Linked DNA regions of Bos taurus: region 1 is linked to region 2. A link is a contact called in public Hi-C data. All regions are on one chromosome and are shown on one strand. The core of a region is the stretch at or near the end of the contact, and the rest is flanking DNA. Distances in the headings are between cores, read along the strand shown.

Evidence for each region. A called contact is a pair of places that touch in the nucleus more often than the background predicts.
Region 1: a contact with region 2 is called in a Hi-C map of skeletal muscle, with 5 times the contacts expected there. The contact joins two enhancer-like sites. A contact is called at or near these places in 5 of 11 Hi-C or Micro-C datasets (blastocyst, liver, skeletal muscle and 1 more).

The regions. Positions count from the first base shown.
Region 1 is chr19:24,915,398-24,922,206 of ARS-UCD2.0, forward strand. No RefSeq gene overlaps it. Among named protein-coding and RNA genes, the nearest start is that of UBE2G1, 34 kb to the left of the region's middle. Within about 2 kb of position 2,429, at least 6 of the 102 cell types and tissues checked have an H3K27ac peak or open chromatin away from gene starts, as enhancers often do. A contact at or near this core is called in skeletal muscle, where this site is marked.
Region 2 is chr19:24,762,775-24,770,044 of ARS-UCD2.0, forward strand. It overlaps ANKFY1 (ankyrin repeat and FYVE domain containing 1), which reads right to left. Exons shown (of 25, transcript XM_024980714.2): 3 at 7,244-7,270. Among named protein-coding and RNA genes, the nearest start is that of ANKFY1, 25 kb to the right of the region's middle. Within about 2 kb of position 4,012, at least 15 of the 102 cell types and tissues checked have an H3K27ac peak or open chromatin away from gene starts, as enhancers often do. A contact at or near this core is called in skeletal muscle, where this site is marked.

The DNA.
Region 1 (6,809 bases), core at 1,179-3,678, 150 kb after region 2:
GAGGAGCATTCAGCACAGAATTGGGGCCAAGGGTGACAGAGTCCACGCTGAAGGTGATTGAATTCAGGAGGGTCAATGTCATCATTCTATCTTCCACCTGGATGGGGGCCTTGGTTCCTGAAGAACTCAAAAATATATTACTACGTATATCCCCTGAGGAACCAGGACCCTGCCCCAAGGATGTATTATGGGGCATAAACAAGTGCAGCCTGCCTTGTTTCTGGCTTCCTTGGTGGCTCAGATGGTAAAGAATCCACCTACAATGCAGGAGACCCAGGTTCAATCCCTGGGTTGGGAAGATCCTCTGGAGAAGGAATGGCTACCCACTCCAGTATTCTTGCCTGGAGAATTCCAGGGACACTGGAGGCTGGCAGGCTACGGTCTACGGCGTCACAAAGAGTTGGACACGTCTTAGCAACTAAATAACAACAGTGTCAGGAAAGTCATTCCTGGTTCTCTTTCTCCAGGGACCCCCTAACCTATCTGCTTACAGAGGGAGAAAGAAAAGAAACAGAGAAAGGAAGAAGAAAAGAGACAGAAGAAGGAAGGATGGAAGGAAGGAAGACAGGTGATTGTGGATATAGACAATCTTTCCCTCAATTTCTGTTTTGATTACTTTTTTTCTTAATTTTCTTCTCTAAGCAGCTGTGTTCAAAGTGTAGTCATGTTAAGCTACATGTTAAGTCATGTTGAGAGGGCAGGAGAAGGTACACTGATTTGATGCGCCGCCCCCCACCCCCAAGTTAAAAGGGGCTTCCCAGGTGGCTCAGTGGGTAAAGAATTCACCCGTAATGCAAGAGACACAGGAGATGCGAGTTCGATCCCCCGGGTAGGGAAGATCCCCTGGAGAAGGGCATGGCAACCAACTCCAGTGTTCTTGCCTGGAGAATCCTATGGACAGAGGAGGCTGGTGGGCTACAGTCCATGGGATCGAGAAGAGTTGGACACAACTGAAGCGACTGAACACTTAAGCACTTCACTCCCAAGTTAAAAATTTATTTCAAATCTGCTGCAAAGGGAGATACTTTGAAAAAAATCCAGTGGAAAGATTCCCTCTGGGTAAAACATCCAGTATGACAAAAACTGTTAGAGAATCATCGTCATAAGCTGATTTTAAAAGTCTGGGTAAGTGACCTTAGCCTGTTTCCCAGATGGAAGATAGTTATGTGCACAGATCTAACTTCCAGAGAAGGCCTTCATCTCAATAACATCTACTCAAGTATTTTTTCCAGGAATGCTAATGACCAAGGGATCCAGGCAGTGTGAGATCATCCTCAGGCCCAGGCAGGCCCCAGTCCTCGGGTCTCACCTATAAAAGGTGCCCTGGAGGACGTGGGACAACCGGTCAGCCGGCCAGTGCTGTGTGCTGGGGAGTGGCCCTTGGGACAGCCACATTGGGAAGCCTTAGAGCAATTTCTGCAGATCTCTACATAGTAGCCCACTCTGTACCTGGACAACTGGGCTCCTCAGCACATCACCATGTCCAAGGGAATGGGGTACCTAGGTCCATCAAATGATGCAGCATGGGACTTCCCTGGAGGTCCAGTGGTTAAGACTCCAAGTTTCCACTGCAGGGAGCACAGGTTTGATCACTGATTGGGTAACTAAGATCCTGCATGCCCAGAGGCATGGCCAAAAAAGAAATAAAAATAAAAATTGATGTAAAACAATGCATAATAAACATACAAACAAAAGATGCAGGCGGCACTTAGTCCCATCAAAGTGAGAATTATCTCTATTCATATACCAATAATGACTCTCTAAGAAGCATTGGTAGGGTTGAATTTGGTGACTTCTGAGGGACTTCAGATGTGAGTGACTGCCATTTTATTCTATTATTGTTATTTTCATTTTTGGCTACATTACATGGCTTGTGGGATCTTATACCCCGACCAGGGATGGAACCCTCACCCCCTACATTGGGATCTCAGTCTTAACCTCTGGGCCACCAGGGACATCCCTGAGTGATTGCCCTGTTAACATCCATTGTAGATGATATATGGAATTCTGGCAAAGTAAACCCCAAGGGAGAAGATTCAAGGCCTAGGCACACATGGGGTTGTGTATGCCCTGCGGATACACACGCACACTCACACATGCACATACGTTGCAAATAATCCTCTAGGAAAACTCTGACCAGCCCAGCGATGGATGGGTGTAGTGAGCTGGGCAGGAAGATTGGGGGAGAGGGGAGGAGGGAAGATAGGAGAGGGGAGAGGAGTCCTGGGGGCAGTGTGGGTGGAGAAGCTGGGCTGCATTTGAGGACCTCAGGTGGTGCAGCAGTCCCGGTTGCCTTTCTGGGAACTCAGTCTCTCCCTGGCCAGCTAGAATCAAGCCTCTTCCTGGGGCTCTGCCCACCAGCAAAGTGTGCAAAGTGTGGAGCCAAGGAAATGCCATTCATGTTGAGTGATGGAGTCAGCTGGTAGTTGGCTGACACTGGTCCCTTGGGTTGATTTAGACACGTGTCCATCCCCTGCCCCCACAAGCCTCTGCAGTGGTGCCAGGGATGCCTGCAGGCAGATGAGTGAAGGCGCTTCCACTGGTCTGGAGCACCCGCTGCCTGAAGCACTGGCCCTGTCCCTTGTACTCCACCCCCTCCTTACCTGCGTCCTGCTGACAGTCTGCATCCCCCATGCCCACTTCTCCCTGCTCACTGTCCTCCTTGACCATGATTCCCACTCACCTGAGGATTCGGCTGTATGCCATGAACTGTCGTCTCCTAGAAGCCCCAGGAGCTGGTTTCCATGTTTGTCTTGGGCTGTGTCCCTGTGCCCATGGGGACAGGGGTTCAGAATTGCTGAGGCAGACAGAAGCCATGTGCAGTTAATAGCTTAGGACACAACTGTGGTCATTATCAGCACACGGGTACTTTTTTAAAGCATCACATTTAAAAAGCACCACTTAACGGTTCCTGTTCTGGTTCAACTTCTGGAATAGCCCCCAGTTACACAGGCATGTTCACCCACATACAGACACATGTGAATATGCATAGTCCCATGTGGGCACGTGCAGAATTGTGCAGGCACTAACGGTACACATAAACACTCACAGGTGCATCTGTTGTCTCCAGCAGCTCCCTGGGCAGGCGCCCTTTCAGCTCTATCTCTGTACCACTCCCTGAAAGGCAAAGATTGCCAAGCCCAGCTGAAGAAAGAAGAGGTGGGGCATGAAGGGTCTGCACCGCATTGAGAAGGCACAGCGTTCAGGAGCAGTTCTCATCCACCTTTAGGCAGACTTTTCCAGGAGGGAGTAGGTAGGGTGATGGCCTGGAGTTGGCTCTTCGGGGCTCACAAGAGCTGTGTATTTAGTGATGTTGCAATTTTCGTGAGGTTTTAGCTGAGATGGGAGTATTTACCCTGTGGCAACTGGCAGATGCTCCAAGTCCCCCTCCCCACTCAGTGGGTTGCTAAACATTTCCCCAGAACAAGACTGGAACGGGAACAGAATGACCTTATTTCCCACATTCCCATGTAAGCTATTAGCATGACCTGCTGTGCCCATCGTGGGCAGAAGTGCTGGTGGGCAAGGGCAAGGAGTGGGAGGGGGGTGAATGTGGAGAACAGACATTTCTACACCTGTGGGTGAGCTGGGTTAAGTGGAGCAGGGGCCCCACCCTCCAGCCCATGACGCACCTCAGTACCCAACAGCTGTGTTTTTACCCTTCGCCTGGAAACCTTTCCTTGTCTATCACAATCGGACCTTCAAGGTGCAGCTGGATCCTGCTCGCTCTGGGATGGTTCCTGGATGCCCTGCAAGTCGTAGGGATGGTGTCCAGAGTCCAGCCAGGACCCCGACTCTGCTGCCTACCAGCTGTGTGGCTTTGGGGTACTTAACCATGCAGAGCCTTGATCCCTTTCTCTATAAAATAGGAGTAACGGAGAGGGGAGGTAAATTAGGAGTTTGGGGTTAACATGTACACTCTACTATATACAAAATAGATAAACGGCAAAGACCTACTGTATGGCACAGGGAACTATACTCAATATCTTGTAATAACCTATGATGGAAAGTGTTAGTTGCTCAGTCGTGTCCGACTCTGTGTGACCCCATGGACTGTAGTCCAGCAGGCTCCTCTGTCCATGGAATTCTCCAGGCAAGAATACTGGAGTGGGTAACCATTCCCTTCTGCAGGGGATCTTCCCTACCCAGGGATTGAACCTGGGTCTCCTGCATTGCAGGTGGATTCTTTACTGTCTGAACTACCATGGAAAAGAATCTGAAAAAGGATACATATATACATAGTCTTCCCAGGTGGTGCTAGTGGTAAAGAACCCTCCTGCCAATGCTGGAGATGTAAGAGATGTGGGTTCGATCCCTGGGTGGGGAAGATCCCCTGGAGGAGGGCATGGCAACCCACTCAAGTATTCTTGCCTAGAGAATCCCATGGACAGAGGAGCCTGGTGGGCTACAGTCCAGAGGGTCACAATGAGTCGGACACAACTGAAGCGACTTAGCTTGCACACACGCATATATATACATATATTTATGTATAACTGAAAAAGTGTTGTTGTATACTTAAAAAAACAAGTTAACTGTACTTCAATTGAAAAAAAAACTTTCAAAAAAACCCAAAAAACTTCTGGGACTTCCCTGGCAGTCCAGTGGTTAGGACTTAAGCTCTCATTGCTGAGAACATAGGTTCAGTCTCCAGCTGGGGAACTAAGATCCTGCCAGCCACATGGCTTGGCCATTAAGAAAAAAAAAAATTTCCAAAAAAATAGTAATGATGTTTATGCCAACACAGCGTGAGCATTGTGCAAGGCCACCTGTGGGGCACACATGGCTCAGGGCTGGCACAGAACTAACATTTGATAAATGGCTGTTCCTTTTCCCTCCTCCCGTCCAGTCCATGGCAGATTGCAGATACCTCTGATTAGCCTGAGTCACGATAATTGTAAATGCACCAACTCAGCCAGATTGGCTGTCAGATTGGATTATAAAAAGAGCCCAGATTCATGCTGTTTACAAAGAGAAACATCTAAAGCAAGGATATGAAGGTTGAAAGTAAATAGAAAATACTAACCAAAAGAAAGCTGGTGTATCTCTGCAAATATCAAACAATTATTTAAGACAAAAAATATTTATGAAGGGGGAGAACAGATACGTGTATATGTAGGGCTGAGTCCCTTCGCTGTTCACCTGAAACTGTCACAACATTGTTAATCGGCTATGGCCCAATAAAAAATGAAAAGTTAGATATTTATGGGGAAAAATAAGAATGTCTACATCATAATTCTAGGAGTAACCTACTAAGATGAAACAGGTCACCTTAAGACATATAAAGCAAATATCAAGAACATGACAACCCATGGGAGAATGGAAAAAAAAGTTATGCAAATCATGTAGCTGATAAGGGAGTTGTATCTAGAAATTATAAAGGACTCTTAAAATATAACAATAAAAAGACACAGAGGGAATTCACTGGAGGTGTAGTGGTTACGACTCTGCACTTTTACTGCCTTCTGTGGGGGTTTGATCCCTGGTTGGGGAACTAACACCCCACAGGCCACATGGCCAAAAATAAAGCAGAAAACAAAAGAACAATAAAAAGACAACCCAGTTTAAAAATGGGCAAAGGATTTGAGTAGACGTTTCTCTGAAGAAGTTATGCAAATGACCAGTAACCACACTAAAAGACGTTCAACATCATTAGTCATGAAGGAAGTACCAATCAAACCCCCAGTAAATAAGATACAACTTCACACTCACTAGAATGAATGGCTAGAATCAAAAAGGCAGATGACAAATGTTTACAAGGATGTGGGGAAATCAGAATCCTCGAATGTTGTTGGTGGAAATGTAGAATGTTACGCTTACTCCTTGGAAGGAAAGTTATGACCAACCTAGATAGCATATTAAAAAGCACAGACATTACTTTGCCAACAAAAGTCTGTCTAGTCAGGGCTATGGTTTTTCCAGTGGTCATGAGTCGGAATGTGAAGAAAGCTGAGCGCCGAAGAATTGATGCTTTTGAACTGTGGTGCTGGAGAAGACTCTTGAGAGTCCCTTGGACTGCAAGGAGATCTAACCAGTCCATTCTGAAGATCAGCCCTGGGATTTCTTTGGAAGGAATGATGTTAAAGCTGAAACTCCAGTACTTTGGCCACCTCATGCGAAGAGTTGACTCATTGGAAAAGACTCTGATGCTGGGAGGGATTGGGGGCAGGAGGAGAAGGGGACGACAGAGGATGAGATGGCTGGATGGCATCACTGACTCGATGGACGTGAGTCTGAGTGAACTCCGGGAGTTGGTGATGGACAGGGAGGCCTGGCGTGCTGCGATTCATGGGGTCGCAAAGAGTCGAACACAATTGAGTGACTGAACTGAACTGAACTGAACAAAGCAGTCACTGTGGGAAAATTCTGGCAGTTCCTCAAACTTAAATATGGAGCTGCCATTTGATCCAGCAATTCTGCTTCTAGATATATACCCAATATATTGAAAACATAGATTCACACAAAAACTTGTACATGAATGCTTATAGCAGCATTACTCACAACCGAAAGGTGGAAACAACCCGAATGTCAACCCAACTGATGAATGGATAAACAAGTGGTAGGGGATCCCTACAATGGAATATTATTCAGCTATAAAAAGGAATGAAGTACCGATCCAGGCGAGGACATGGGTAAATCTTGAGAACATTATGGTTAGTGAACAAAGCCAGATACGAATGGCCACATGTCTGATTCCATTCGTATGAAATGTCCAGAACAGGCAAATCCATAGAGACAGACAGTAGACTGGTAGTTACCAGGTCCGGGGTAAGGGGTAGAAGAGGGAACTTGGGGGGAATGCAGAGTGACTA
Region 2 (7,270 bases), core at 2,762-5,261:
GTAAATGTTTTTCTGGAACTCTCTTGCTTTTTCCATGATCCAATGGATGTTGGCAATTTGATTTCTGGTTCCTCTGCCTCTTCTAAATCCAGCTTGAACATCTGAAAGTTCACGGTTCACGTACTGTTGAAGCCTGGCTTGGAGAATTTTGAGCATTACTTTGCTAGTGTGTAAGAAGAGTGCAATTGTGCAGTAGTTTGAACATTCTTTGGTGTTGCCTTTCTTTGGGATTGGAATGAAAACTGACCTTTTTTCCAGTCTTGTGGCCACTGCTGAGTTTTCCAAATTTGCTGGCATATTGAGTGCAGCACTTTCACAGCATTATCTTTTAGGATTTGAAATAGCTCAACTGGAATTACATCACCTCCACTAGCTTTGTTCGTAGTGATGCTTCCTCAGGCCCACTTGACTTTGCATTCCAGGATGTCTGGCTCTAGGTGAGTGATCACACCATCGTGGTTATCTGGGTCATGAGGATATCTGTTGTATAGTTCTTCTGTGTATTCTTGCCAACTCTTCTTAATATCTTCTGCTTCTGTTAGGTCCATACCTTTCCTGTCCTTTATTGTGCCCATCTGTGCTTCTGTGTATCTTCTGGCAAATGATGGCAGTCTACCTGCCCCCAATCTATTAAGCAAGTGGCCATAAAAGTCAGATGACCCAATAAACCAGAAACTACTTTTAAAAGGAGTAGACTCTGAGAAGTGAAACCAGCTGGCATTCATCCTGCCTGTGGTATCTGCTGCTAGAAGCCATCACCCCTTCACCAGGCCCAGGACACAAGCTGGTAAAAATCCATGACTGTGAGGATGAAAAGTCACACCCAACCTTTCAACTTCACTGTGGTCCAAGATGCGTGCAGTCATGCTTTGGATAACTTAGAATTTTCTATGTGACCTAGTTTTTTTGTTTGTGTGTTTGACTGACTTTAAATAAATGGTTTTGCAAAACATTTGGAAAGAATGGGAATAAACTCATCCTTTTACAATTAACCAACCATTAAATGAAGCATACTGAGAAAATTAACTTTGTTACTTAAATCCGCAATCTGTGAAAACTCAGAAAGAGGACTTCTCTGGTGGCACACTGGATAGGAATCCGCATGCCAAAGTAGGGGACACAGGTTCGATCCCTGGTTGGGGAACAAAGACCCCATATGCCAAGGAGCAACTAAGCCCATTGCCATGTTTTTCATCATACAACTAAGAGCCAACACAGCAAATAAATATAGTAAAACAAAGCAAACCTGAGAAAGGTGTTCTGAATCTCCTACTATGACTCTGGTTTGTCCTCTAGTTTCCAACTATTTTTTATCTACCTTACATAAGTTTTTCACTTGTAAAATTTCAAAATCATTAGAGACTATACTTTTTGTTGTTGTTCTGTGCTTCAGGACTTGTGGGGTCTTTGTTCGCCAACTAGGGGCCCAGCAGCGAAAGCACCAAGGCCTAACCACTAGACCATCCCCACAGATTGCGTCTTTCATCAGTGAAAACATCCTCTTTGGTTGGTTTAAGGATGTACCCTTAAATATAACTTCTTAGAAATAAAAATAAACCCCATATCGTACTTCTAAATAATCCCAGTGTCAAAAAACAACAGAGGGTCTAGTTCTGTTATGGGAGTGTGACAACCCAAACTATTTTAACTGATTACAACTAAAAACTGTCAACAGAGGGCCAAAAGCAACTACTAGAGGATTCCGAGTCAACAAAAGCACCTGAATTGCTCTGGGAGGCACCCCTTGAAGAAGCAATCGCACTGTATCAGATTCTTGAGTATTTTTTTCCTCTTTATGGCTTTGCCCTGAGGGCAGATCTGTCCAGGAGGAACACTGCTGTCCTGACCATAAGGATGCCTAAAATTCCAATAAGAACACCATCTTTCTGGCCAGATGAACCAGAAGATGAGGCCTAAAGAGCAGTGAAGGGTAAGGGGAGAATTCCAGAGAAAAGAGAGAAGGACATTTTCTAATTCTGTGTACGAAGCCACACAGGCCTCAGCCTTGCCTCTGAACCGTTGATGGATGGAACAGTCCTAGCCCAGCTTTAAAAATCGAAGTGAGGGGGCTTCCCTGGTGGCTCAGTGGTAAAGAATCTGCCTGCCAATGCAGGAGACACAGGTTCGATCCCTGGTCCCAGAAGGTCCCACATACCATGGAGCAACTGAGCCTGTGTGTCACAACTATTGAGCCTGTGCTCTGGAGCCTGGGAGCCACAACTCCTGAGCCCATGTGCTGAAACTGCTGAGGCCGTGTGCCCTAGAGCCCGAGCTCTGCAACAAGAAGTGGCTTCTAGAGACTAGAAGACTAGAGACTGGCCCCCTTTCACCACAGCTAGAGAAAAGCCCACACAGCAACGAAGACCCAGGACAGCCAAAAATAAATAAAACTGCCATAAAAAAAAAACAAAAAACTTAAGTGATATTTGAACCACTATCCACAGAAGGTGAAACAGAACCTGTGATTTGCACCTAAAGGGATTCAGCATTTTCCAGAGAATGGCACACAGGACCAGAGTCGACTCAGCATAATGGCAATGTCCAGGACACAATCTAAAATCATCTGTTACGGAAAAAATCTGGAAAATATGACCATTTTTCAAGGGAAAGGACAACCAAACTATGCTAACTTCAAGATGACCCAGATATTGAACTTATCAAAGAACCGAAAACATTGAATATAACTATGCTCCAGAAGGTAAAGGAAAACACACCTGAAATTAAAAGACAAAAATGCTCAGCATATAAACTGTAACAAAGAACAAACACAAATTATAGAAATGAAAAATACAATATATGGAATAAAAACTTACTCAGTGGGCTCAAGAGCAGGCTCAAGTGCAAAAAGTCAATAAACTTGAAGATAGATTAATAGAATTTATCCTATCTGAAGAAGAGACCAAAAAAAAAAAAAAAAAAAAGGTCAGGAGGAAAAACAGAAACAAAAAAGCCTCAGACACACCCAAACAGACCTGCTGGATCGGAACAAAGGGTCCAGTATGTGTGTGGCTGGGGTCTCGGAAGGAAAGAAGAGACCAACGAAGAGAAGGATTTAAGAAATGATGGTCAACAGCTTTCTGAATATGGTGACAGACCTAAATCTTTATAGATTCAACATTAGAGCACCTCAAACCTCTAGCAAAACAAACCAAACCACAGTAAACAACCAGTACGAGTGAGTATGTGGTGAAACTGGAACCCTAGTGCACTGCTGGGGAACATGCAAAATGGTGCAGACCCTATGGAAAACAGCTTCTCAAAAATAGAAATTCTATGTGACCCAGCAATTCCAGTTCTGGTATACTCGAACAGAAAGCAGGATCTTAGCATAACCAGAGATTAGAGGGAAAAACACAAAAGCCATGTTAGGATGGAGTAAGGGGACATGACCACAGATAAAACAGATCACTTGAAGCTCTAAGATAATCTCAGGGTCGGGGGCAGATCTCAGCTGTTAGCAGGAGGCCACAAGGCCATCTGAGTGTCCTCATGACACATCAGCTAACCTGTCCCAAAGTGCGCAATCCACAAGGCAGGGCAAGGAAGAAGTCTCTGAAGTAACACGTTATTATTTACAAGCTCAGTCGGCCTGTACCTAAGAGGAGGGGAATCAGGATCCACCCGGGAAGGGAGGAATATCAGATAATTCATGGACACATCTTAAACTACCATGGATATCAACAAAATACTGAAACCAAACAAGCTAGAACCAGGAGTTCTCACACGATCTAACAGATATTGCTGAATTTCTCTTGAAAACGTGAACTACCACTGTCCTGTGAGTTTGCTTGAGCACCTGGGTGTGCCTGAGCACAGAGTCTGGGACCCTACGCTCCTTTCACAACACAGGGCGACCTCCCAGGTCCGTGTTCAGTGTGCAGTTTTCCTGACTGGACTGAAAAGGAAGGATGATGCTTTCTGGTTTCGGAACGGCTTGACAGGACCCAGAACACATTCCAGGAAAGCTGAATGACTCACCATAAACACTCATGCCAGGGAACCATAAGATCTCTGCTGGAGGAGGCATGCAAGAAACTTTAGCTTCACAGCAGCTATTCTATGGCACTGGAACTGCTCAGTGTCAGCTGCTACTGCTGAAGTGACAGAGAGAGGCTATAAACAAACCACCGAGCCTGAAGCAGACTGCTTTACTTCCCAAAGAAGTAAATATCATGCATCAAGATTTGCTGTACCATGTCGAGCTAACGTTTATATCCTTTCTCTTCCCAGCTGATCAGTCAATAATTTTATAAATGTATCTTTATATATAAAATAATCAAGAAATACAAAGCTAATTCATACATTTTAAAGCTTTACATTTTGAAACAATGTGAGACTTACAGAACAGGTGTAGAGTTCCCATGTACCTTCCACTAATAACCTCCCCTAATATCAGCACCTTGCATAACCAGGGCACAATGATTACAACCAAGTGGTTAGGACTGATACAATACTATTAACCAATTACAGACCTTTACAAACTTTGCCAATTATCCCAATAATGTCCTTTTATGGTCCAGAATCCAATTGAGGGTTCCACCTTGAATTTTATTATTTATTATCATATCTCCTAAATCTCCTCCAAAATGAAACAATTTCTAAGTCTTATCTTTCATGACCTTGCCAGTAATTCTGTGGAATGTTCCTCAACTTGGGTTAACCTGATGGTTTCTCACAATTAGATTGAGGTCATGCATTTCTGGCAAGAATCTTACAGAAGTGACTGTGACTTTGTTACTGGGTCAGATCAAGCACACATTTTACTTTTTTGAACAAGGTATGATTTAAGAAAATTTTCATTGTGTCCAAATACCTTTTATTTATTTATTTATTTTCCAAATACCTTTTAAATACTTGGTATATAATGCCTATTTTATATTTCTCAACATGGGCTAAAATTCTTAAAACAATTAACAGAATTAAAGTTGTGCTGGGACTTCCTTGGTAGTCCAGTGGCTAAGACTCTGTGCTCCCAATGCAAGGGGCATGGTTTGGATCCCGGTCAGGGAACCAGATCCCACATGCTACATACAACTATAGATCCTGTAGGCCGTAACTAAGACCTGGTACAATAAGGTAAACAAATTAATCAATTTAAAAAATTAAGTTGTGCTTATTTTGAATTTTAAGAAATACCAATTACAAAAGAATTTCAAACGAAAATGTGAGTCTTAGGATGTCAATCTAAGAATGTAAGTACCATACAAACAGGAATTTAACTTTATTCACTGCTATATCCCTAGTACCTTGCAAAGTGCCTGCCACTGAGCATTTGTGATATTAATGGAATAATTTTGAAGAAACAGAACACCAGTAGATCCATAAGATGATTTCCCCACAAGTGGGGAGAAGGTTCAACATTTAAAACACAGCTTTTACCCTATTTATACACTTGTTTACAAGAGCCTGTTTCCAACCTCCCTCAGCTGCGGGCAGCCATGGGCAGCAGTGCTTCCAGGTGTCGTGTAACACACAGGCTTTTTTGGTAGTTTCAGCTGCTGTGAGCCCAAATTTAGGCAATCACACCTATGCCCATCCAGGCAACTCAGCAGGACTCTGGGCAAGACACACAAACCTGAACAGGTCCACAGGCGCCACCATCTCCTTGGAGCCCTTCAAGTGAAGTGGAAGGCACTCAGCCATGCCCAGCTCTTTGTGACCCCATAGGTTATACAGTCCATGGAATTCTCCAGGCCAGAACACTGGAGTGGGTAGCCTTTCCCTTCTCCAGGGGATCTTTCCAACTCAGGGATCAAACCCAAATCTCCTGCATTGCAGGCTGATTCTTTACCAGCTGAGCCACAAGGGAAGCCCAAGAATACTGGAGTGGGTAGCCTATCCCTTCTCCAGGGGATCTTCCTGACCTGGGAATCAAACCAGGGTCTCCTGCACTGCAGGTGTATTCTTTACCAACTGAGCTATCAGGGAAGCCTTGGAACCCTTCAAAGATAGACTTTATAAAGGAAAGTAAAGATGCCATAAGTTCTACCACAGACATCTTAGTAGGTGCCTGATTTACCAAAGCCACCAAAAATTCTGACTCTGCAGCTGCTCATTTCTCAAAGCAAACCTTACAGCAGGGATCAAACCACGGCGACGAATTTTTTGAACAAAGACGTAATTCAGCAGACTTTTCATACAGCCAATCACTTCTGCAAGTAACTCATATCTTAATGCGTGGGTATGCTCCTTACCATATGGTATCAGTCTTTTGATTTTTTTAAAAATATGAAAGTATAACACATTTCAGAGAAGGCAATGGCACCCCACTCCAGTACTCTTGCCTGGAAAATCCCATAGACAGAGGAGCCTGGTAGGCTGCAGTCCATGGGGTCTCGAAGAGTCAGACATGAATGAGCGACTTCACTTTCACTTTTCACTTTCATGCATCGGAGAAGGAAATGGCAACCCACTCCAGTGTTCTTGCCTGGAGAATCCCAGGGACGGGGGAGCCTGGTGGGCTGCCGCCTATGGGGTCACACAGAGTCGGACATGACTGAAGTGACTTAGCAGCAGCAGCAGCATAACACATTTACAGGAGACTTGTAATTCTCTTGATTATTAACAGCAGAATTAAACTTTAAATTTGCTCTTTTGTAACAGCAGTTAGGCAAATACTAAGTGAAAATGCAATTTTGAAGTGAACTTTTGAAAATGATGTTTTTAAGTTTACTTAACCACCGTATTTACCCAAATTCTACAAAATATATGCGCCACAAAAACAGTAACATTAAACAGTTAAAGCACTTAAATTCTGAAGACAGCTGGTCATCCTTTGATTTTAAAGAATGAATATTCTTATTTTTTGCAGTAACTGTTACTTCTGAATTCAGTTCTTACAGACCAGGAAAAGTATTTTGGCAGCTAGAGTTAAATTTTAACCAGCTGAACAGCAGCAGGACTTTCTCTTAGTGGAAACAAATTTTTTTTCTACATATGCTCTCATATTTATAACATACTACTATATGAAAAGTTATGTGGAGAGATATTCTTATTTTATAAATTATAGTAAGAATACTGTAGTTCCTCAAATATTTATGATTTTTTAGCCAGATATTTAACAGAAGTGTCCACAAAGTACTACCTAATGACTCACTATTTAACTAGTTTATGGTCACCAGCAATTCGTAAGAGAAGCATTCTACTTCCACTAAGCCACAAATACTTCAAAGTGACACATCACAACTTCTGCCAAGTGCTCGTGTGCCGGGAGTTTTGAGTCCCCAGCCGGTCAGAGGCTCACCTGACAGGTCCAGCTCCTCGGTGGAAG